Linked DNA regions of Sus scrofa: region 2 is linked to region 1. Evidence: chromatin contacts called from public Hi-C data. All regions are on one chromosome and are shown on one strand. The core of a region is the stretch at or near the end of the contact, and the rest is flanking DNA. Distances in the headings are between cores, read along the strand shown.

Region 1 (3,500 bases), core at 768-3,267:
GACACAGCTCGGGTCTAGCATTGCTGTGGCTGTGGCACAGGCCGGCAGCTGTAGCTCCGATTCAACCCCTAGCCTGGGAACTTCCATATGCCATGGGTGAGGCCCTAAAATAATAAAAAATAAAAAATAAGTAAAGCTAATTGAACCTGGAATTGAACACTGGCTCCTTTTTTTTTTTTTTTCTGGCTGCGCCTGCAGTATGTTGAAATTTCCAGGCCAGGGATTGAGCCCGAGCCACAGCAGCCACCCAAGCTGCTGCAGTAACAACCCCAGATCCTTAATCCATGGGATCCTTAACTTGCTGCACCACAAGGGAACTTCTGGCTCTGTTAAACGATGTGGTTTTGGAAGGCGTAATTAATCTTTCTGGGTCACAATCTGCTTATCGGTAAAAGGGAGGTAAAGCCCATCTCATACTGTTTATGAGAAGAAGTAAAATGAATAACGTAAGTTATGCGTCCAACACAGAGGTGGGCACTTAAGAGAGTCTCAGTAACTAGGAGCTGCAGTGCTTAAAGATTCCAGTCTACACCTTTGGTCTGATTGTTAGTTCCATTCTGTAGGTGGAGAGCCCTCCAGTGTTCACTGGGTGAATTACACCTAGCAGATCTCAGACACCTTTTCCCTCAGTTGTCTCTCTGGGGTGCAAGTGAGCAGCTCTAAGGCTACAGAGCTCTAAGAGCAGAAGCGTGCCTCTCCCAGGATTACTTTGGGACCTTGTGTGTGAGGATTACTTGGGCCTACCCCAAAGCTTTGCTTCAGTAGAACTGAACACATATTCGGAGAGAAAAACTAGATGTGAGAAGTTCCCCTGTGGCAGAGAAGATTGAAGATCCTGCGTTACTGCAGCTATGACTCAGGTTGCAGCTGTGGTGCTAGTTCCACCCCTGGCCTGGGAACTTCCACATGCCCTGAGTGCGGCCAAAATCAAAACAAACAGACAAAGAACAATAACAAAAATACACAAAAAAAGACCTAGAGCCATGTGGGATTGAAACCAAAAAGCTAATGAGGGGAAAAAGGAAGGAAGGAGGCAGCATTAGTTACTTCCTGGTGTCTATCTAAACTTTTCTAGAAGTTGGAAAGATTTTTGTTTTTGTTGGCGGGGAGAAGGGGCTGAACTATGAAGCATAAGATTACAGAGAAACAAAGTGAAAGTACAATTTGGGGTAAAAACAAAACAAAAAAACCTCAAAACACCTCATTGGAGGGCTGAAGATAGGGAAGGAGGAAGAAGAAAGAAGAAAAATTACGGGAGTTCCCATTGTGGCGCGGCAGGTTAAAAACCAAAGTGTCTGTGAGGATGTGGGTTGGATCCCTGGCCTCTCTCAGTGGGTTAAGGATCAAAAACTGGCCAGATTCCAAAGAGCAAGAAAGTGAGGAAGGCAGGTCCTATCTGCAATGTTGAGAAAACCAGGTGCCACAGTCCCAGAGCTACCATCCTTCCAGGCGGTCTTTGTAACCCCTGTGTGGGCTCACTTTGAGTTGTCATAATAACTAGGGCGTTACCACGGGGCTAGGATCACTAAAATGTCCTCCTACACCTGGGACAGTCTTCCACAATGAACTGTCCCTCCCTCCCTGGAAATAGTAGCCTGCTCCTGTAACTTAACTTTTGGTTTGTCTACCTGTAAAATGGGGGTAGTCACCTATCTCACAGATTTTTGGTAAAAATGCTTTCCCACAAACAGTAAAGTATTTGATGTTGTTACTATAGTTGCTACTACAATTACGTGCTATTGATATCTAAGGAAGGCCTTAAGTTCCTCCGTTGTAAGCCACAAGCCATGATAATCCTTAAAGGCAGCTGCTAGGAAAGCCAGCCTATTCTAATAGGACTGCGCCCACGGAGAGAACAATTTTCTGAGGAGAGCCGACCCAGGAAAAACTCTTCCTCCCTTCCTCCCGCAGACTCAAGTGTTTCGAGAACCACATTGCCCAGAGGCCCCGGTGGTCCAGGGCCGGCTCTCGCGCCGTGCACTCTGGGATTGGTAGTTCTCTGGCCTCGTTGTCAGCCGGCGCACCCCAGCACCAGGAACTCGTCTTCCCAGCTTGCCGCGCGGCCGGGCGAGCAGCCTGGCGACCAGGAAACGGGAAAGATGGCGGCTGTTCGGCGACGTTGAGGCCGCGTTGGGCGGTTCGAACTGAAGAGTGGTAAGTCTCGGGCGGTGGAAGCGATTCCCACGAGCTTGCACAGAGGGCGAGGGTGAGGGCACGGCAGTGGCCCCTGCCTCCGGGGCGAGGCGGGGAAGAACGCCTCAGGGAAGGGGCATGAGGTTGGAAAGCTCTGCCGAGGGGGAGCGGAGGGGCGCGGGCCCCAGGGGGAGTGTTGGTTCCTGGGGGCACAGGGCAGCTTCCTGGACGTGGTTACGCCCGGACCTTTGCCGGTGGGCACAACCCTGTGGTACCCCCAGCCCGACCTTATTCCTTCATGTTTCGAGTAGCCCTTGCTCCAACCAAATTGGAACTCTGGCTTTTCTCCCAGAACCAGTCATGCTTTCCCGCCTCTGCGCCTCCTGTGTTATTTCTTTTGCCGGGAAGGGCTTCTTTCCGGCACCTTCAATTACACATCTTCAAATTCTACCTATATTTAAATGCTCGAGCCACTTCCTCTAGAGATCTTTCCAAATTTCCCACTTACAAATGAAAGGAAACTTCTTTGAACTCCTGTAATAATTCATCTGAGCCTTCATCTTGGTATGTGGCTCATACCTTCTGTTGTTCTGTAAGCTTCTCGTGGACAGGATCTTCCTGATTTCCTTTCGTAACTCACACAGTGCCTAGCACGGTGCCTGGCATATAGTGGATGTTTGGTAAGTACACACTTCATTGACTGGGAAAAAAAAGACTCTGCCCCTGCCCTGCAAGAGTAGAGGAACTCAAAGATCTGGAGGTTAGCGGTACCTGTAATAAAACTTGCCTGCGTTTCTTGTCTTCTTATTCTCACTTCTAACTCTTCTAAACTCACTCCACTCAGGCTTCTACTCCCTCCATGCCACCGAAACAGCTCTTGTCAAAGGTCACCAACCATCTCTGCTTTTCTAAATGTAAGGGTCACTCCTTCATCTCTTAGTCTTTCTCCACTTGATGCAGATAACCACTCCCTCACTGAAACACACTTTTGGCTTCTGTGACGCCATACTTTACTAATTTTTCTTTTTCTCATTAGTTGTTGTTTCTGTTTTTTTAAATTTTAATTCTTATTTTTTTTTGTCTTTTTGCCTTTTCTAGGGCTGCTCCTGCAGCATATGGAGGTTCCCAGGCTAGGGATCTAATCGGAGCTGTAGCTGCCCACCTACACCACAGCCACAGCAACACGGGATCCGAGCCACATCTGTGACCTACACCACAGCTCACGGCAGCGCTGGATCCTTAACCCACTGGGCAAGGCCAGGAATCAAACCCGCAACCTCATGGTTCCTAGTCGGATTCGTTAACCACTGCGCCACGACGGAAACTCCTATTAGTTGTTGTTTCTTAACAGTTTTTTTCCTCTGGCT
Region 2 (3,662 bases), core at 1,009-3,508, 40 kb before region 1:
CAATTGGACCCCTAGCCTGGGAACCTCCATATGCCGCTGGAGCGGCCCAAGAAATAGCAAAAAGACAAAAAAAAAAAAAAAAACCAAAAAACCAAGTTCAAGTCATTGGGTGATGTCTACTGTGCCTTACAACTATTGTATAGTACTGGTTTGAGGCAGTAGATGACCAAGGAGAATGGCTCCTCTATCAGAGGGAAAGGGATGACAGCCCAATATTCTGTTTTTCATTTCCATGAAATTAACAGTAGCCTGGCTTCATCACAGCCTGTATCTTGTGCAGGCTTTAAGGTCAGTTAATAATAGGCCCATTCTATTAAAAGGAGAGATCAAGCCAGCCATATTCAAGTGTTTGGGAAGAGAGCTTGCCTTGATGACACTGTCCTTGCAGTCCACCACTCGTTCAAAGGTTTGGCTGAGGATCTCAATGTCCTTATGAAGCTCCCTGGTCTTGACTTCCCGAAGGACTGTTCTCCATTGAGTATTAATCTTATTAAGGTTCATAGCACTGTTGTGCTCCTCCTTGGCCAGCTTGTCCTGTGTGAAGAAATAAATACACACCCCCACCCCAAGAGATCAGGACTGAAACCCCTGATACAGTACAACAAAAAGGATCACATTTGGACTTCTCTCCCCTCACAGCAGGTTAAGGATCTGGTGTCAGTGCAGCAGCCTGGGTTGCTGCTGTGGCATAAGTTCAATCCCTGGCCTGGGAACTTCCCTATGCTACAGGCACAGCCAAGAAGAAAAAAAAAAAAAAAAAAGATCACACTTGCTTTGTCAACTGACATCTTACCTTTTGTGTTTTCTGATTGACCGGAACCCTTGGTGGCTAACGTTCAGGAGCTCCTGTTCTTGTTTGGGGAGGGTCTGAATTAAGGCAGGAACAGCCCAATGATATTTCCTTCTGGCTATCAGAGCAGGATGTTGTTTGCGATGACCCATCTCCAGGGAGAATATCAGAATTTCTGACAGCCCGGACAACTGATAGCACCTACTGTCCCAGTTCTGGGGCTCAGTTGTGACTGTCAAATCTATTGCCTTGCCCCCCCCTCCCCCGGCCATGCTTCACAGAGAACTGCCTCTTCCCCCAAACAATAATGCCTGGGATCTAAGTATATCTGTGTCTTAAGGTTTCCAGAGAGGGGTAGGCCAGCATGAAAATTAGGCTGCCATAATGACAGGGTCAAGGCGACAGGGCCGGGGGGGGGGGGGTGGGAAGAGGGGCGCGGGGGGGCGGTTGTAGGGGGTGGGCTGGGCAGAGAGTAATGCAGAAATCCATCACCTTCAAGAACTGGTTCAGGAGCCTCTCTTTCTTCTTGGCCATCTCCTCCTCTGCAAGCAACTTCTGCTGAAACAGAAGCAGCTGCTCCTCATCCGACAGGGGAATCTTGGCCTTTTTCCCCTTCTTAGACATAGCTTGGGTGAGGAACTGGATCTGGGCGAGGATCCTCGGCCTGCCTTGGCCAGAACTAGAGGGGGTAGGAGGAAAACGTCCCCAGAAAGGAGCCTTCTGGAAATGCCCCTGGCGGGTAATGGAACCTTAAATCTCAGTCCTCAGGTAAGGGAGAGCCTGGGAGAGCAGTAAGGCAGGGCTCCCAAGGCTAAAGACGCATCTCCGTCTCCTAGCAACGGGGATCTCGCTAAGATGGCGCTATAAGAACTAGGAGAAGAGGCCCTGGCTTGGAGCGCCCTCTGCCCTTTGGAGGACCACAGTTTTTGAGAAAGAGGGTCATTTTCTCAAAACCTATTTTAAAACCTATTTTGGATTATTTTTTACATAATGGGCATATTTTAAAATAAGTTTTGGAGAGAGATGAGAAACAGGACCGTTCATACGCTGGTGATGGGAATGTAAAATGGTACAGCCACTTTGGAAACAGTTTGGCAGTTCCTTAAAATGTTATAAATTTACCATGTGATCCCGCAGTTTCAGTTTTAGATATCAATCTAAGAGAAGTGAATGTGTATCCACAGGAATGTTCTTGCACAGGAATGTTATTAGCAACAAGGCTCATAAGAGTCCATCTGGAAACAACCTAAGTGTCCAAAAACAAGTGAATGTCAGACAAAATATGCTCTTTCTATATATGAAATACTATTCAACAATAAAAAGGAACAGACTATGCATGCATGCTACAGTGTGGATAAACCACAAAAACATGCTCGAAGAGGCCTGATACAAGAGACTACATATTGTATGGTTCTCTTTATGTGAAATATCCAGAAAAGACAAAGCTATAAAGAAGGAAATAGACTACAAATTGATTGCTTGGGGGTAGGGGGATGGGAGATTAATATTAAATGCACACAAGATATCATATTGGGTTGGTGTAAATATTCTAAAACTGATTGATGGTGGACAACTGATGAATTTGTTTCAAAAAATCTTTGAATTATACACTCGAAAAGGGTGAAGTGGCTTCCATGATCTGAAACAATGCTATGCGGAATACCATATGTGGTGGATGAGGCATTCTGTAAATCCACAGATGGTAATTTGGGCAGAAGCCTTGCGTGCAGAGGGAAAATGTGTATCCAGAATAAATATCTTACTCCACTAAGAGCAAAACACTGCCCCTTCCATGATGGAAGCGGTCCAATATAATCAACCTGTTTACCCAGGAGAATGACACCATGCAGGCGCCCCAGTGTTGGTTGCTGCTGCTGCCAAACTGGGCATTCTGTGATAGCCTTAGCTAGCTTGGCCTTGGTGAGTTAAAGCCCATGTAGCCAGGTCCATGCATAACCTCTGTCCCTGCCACAGTGGCTGCTTTGTTCACAAGCCCATTGAGCAATGGCAAGAGTGGCTGGAAAAAAGATCAACTGGTGAACACACATAACAGTCACCCTGATTCTGGTGGTGGATCAGCTGGAAGAAGAACCCTGGTCTTTGTCTTTTGCAAAGAAGGAATTCAGCAAAGAGACCAAGCTTGTGAAATAGAGATGGAGTTTATTAGCAACAATTACATGTGGAAGAGCACATGGGTGAACTGGGAGTTGTGTGCAACAGGGGAGTCTTAGGTTGCTTATATGGGGGCAGTTTTCAGGGTTATCTTTGGCCAACCATCTTGCTTGTAAGCCAGCTGCAGCTGCTCAGCCTGGGGCCTCTCTATCTCCTATTTCAATCTTATCCACTTGATTATTAAAATCTTTCTCTGCTGAGGTCACTCTTTGTGAGCACTTACATGGAACAGAAATATCTTCCCCTTTCTTTTTGCCCATTCAGAGAGTTCTGTCCACATAGCTCTTCCCCAAATGTGTCACCAATTTTCCAATCATGTTTCTTCCAAGTCCCTGACAATTCGGCCAAGCCATTGGCCATAGCCCATGAGTTGACATATAATCATATGTCTGGCCATTTCTCCTTACAAGTGAAATGAACAACCACGTGCCCTACTTGAAGTTCTGCCCACCGGGGGGATCCCCCTCACGATGTCCTTCAGAGATTCCCCAAAAGGAGCTATAGTATTATAGCTGTTCACTTGTGGGTGGTGCCTGCACCTTGTGCAGAATCATCTGTAAACCAGGCCTGAGTCCTCTTCCTCCAACAACTGATGACAAGGACCTCCGCCTCTGAGGCTTTGGGTGCAGGCTGGAAGAGAGAAGGTGGTGGAGGCTATGAGAATTTGGACCACTTCTTCGTGTAACTTATTTTTTTTTTT

The links. Hi-C and Micro-C count contacts between places; a contact is called where the count stands out from the background.
Region 2: a Hi-C map of liver shows a contact between it and region 1, with 4 times the contacts expected there. The contact joins the promoter of CCDC65 here to the promoter of DDX23 in region 1. A contact is called at or near these places in 2 of 5 promoter capture datasets (fetal skeletal muscle and liver), 24 of 47 Hi-C or Micro-C datasets (alveolar macrophages, blood, brain and 12 more) and 2 of 2 datasets of contacts at active chromatin or transcription factors (alveolar macrophages and skeletal muscle).

What each region holds. Positions count from the first base shown.
Region 1 is chr5:14,908,258-14,911,757 of Sscrofa11.1, reverse strand. It overlaps DDX23 (probable ATP-dependent RNA helicase DDX23), which reads left to right and starts at 2,017. Exons shown (of 17, transcript XM_021091587.1): 1 at 2,017-2,154.
Region 2 is chr5:14,948,460-14,952,121 of Sscrofa11.1, reverse strand. CCDC65 (coiled-coil domain-containing protein 65) reads right to left here and starts at 2,258. Exons shown (of 8, transcript XM_021091591.1): 1 at 1,283-2,258; 2 at 367-534. The coding sequence starts at 1,414.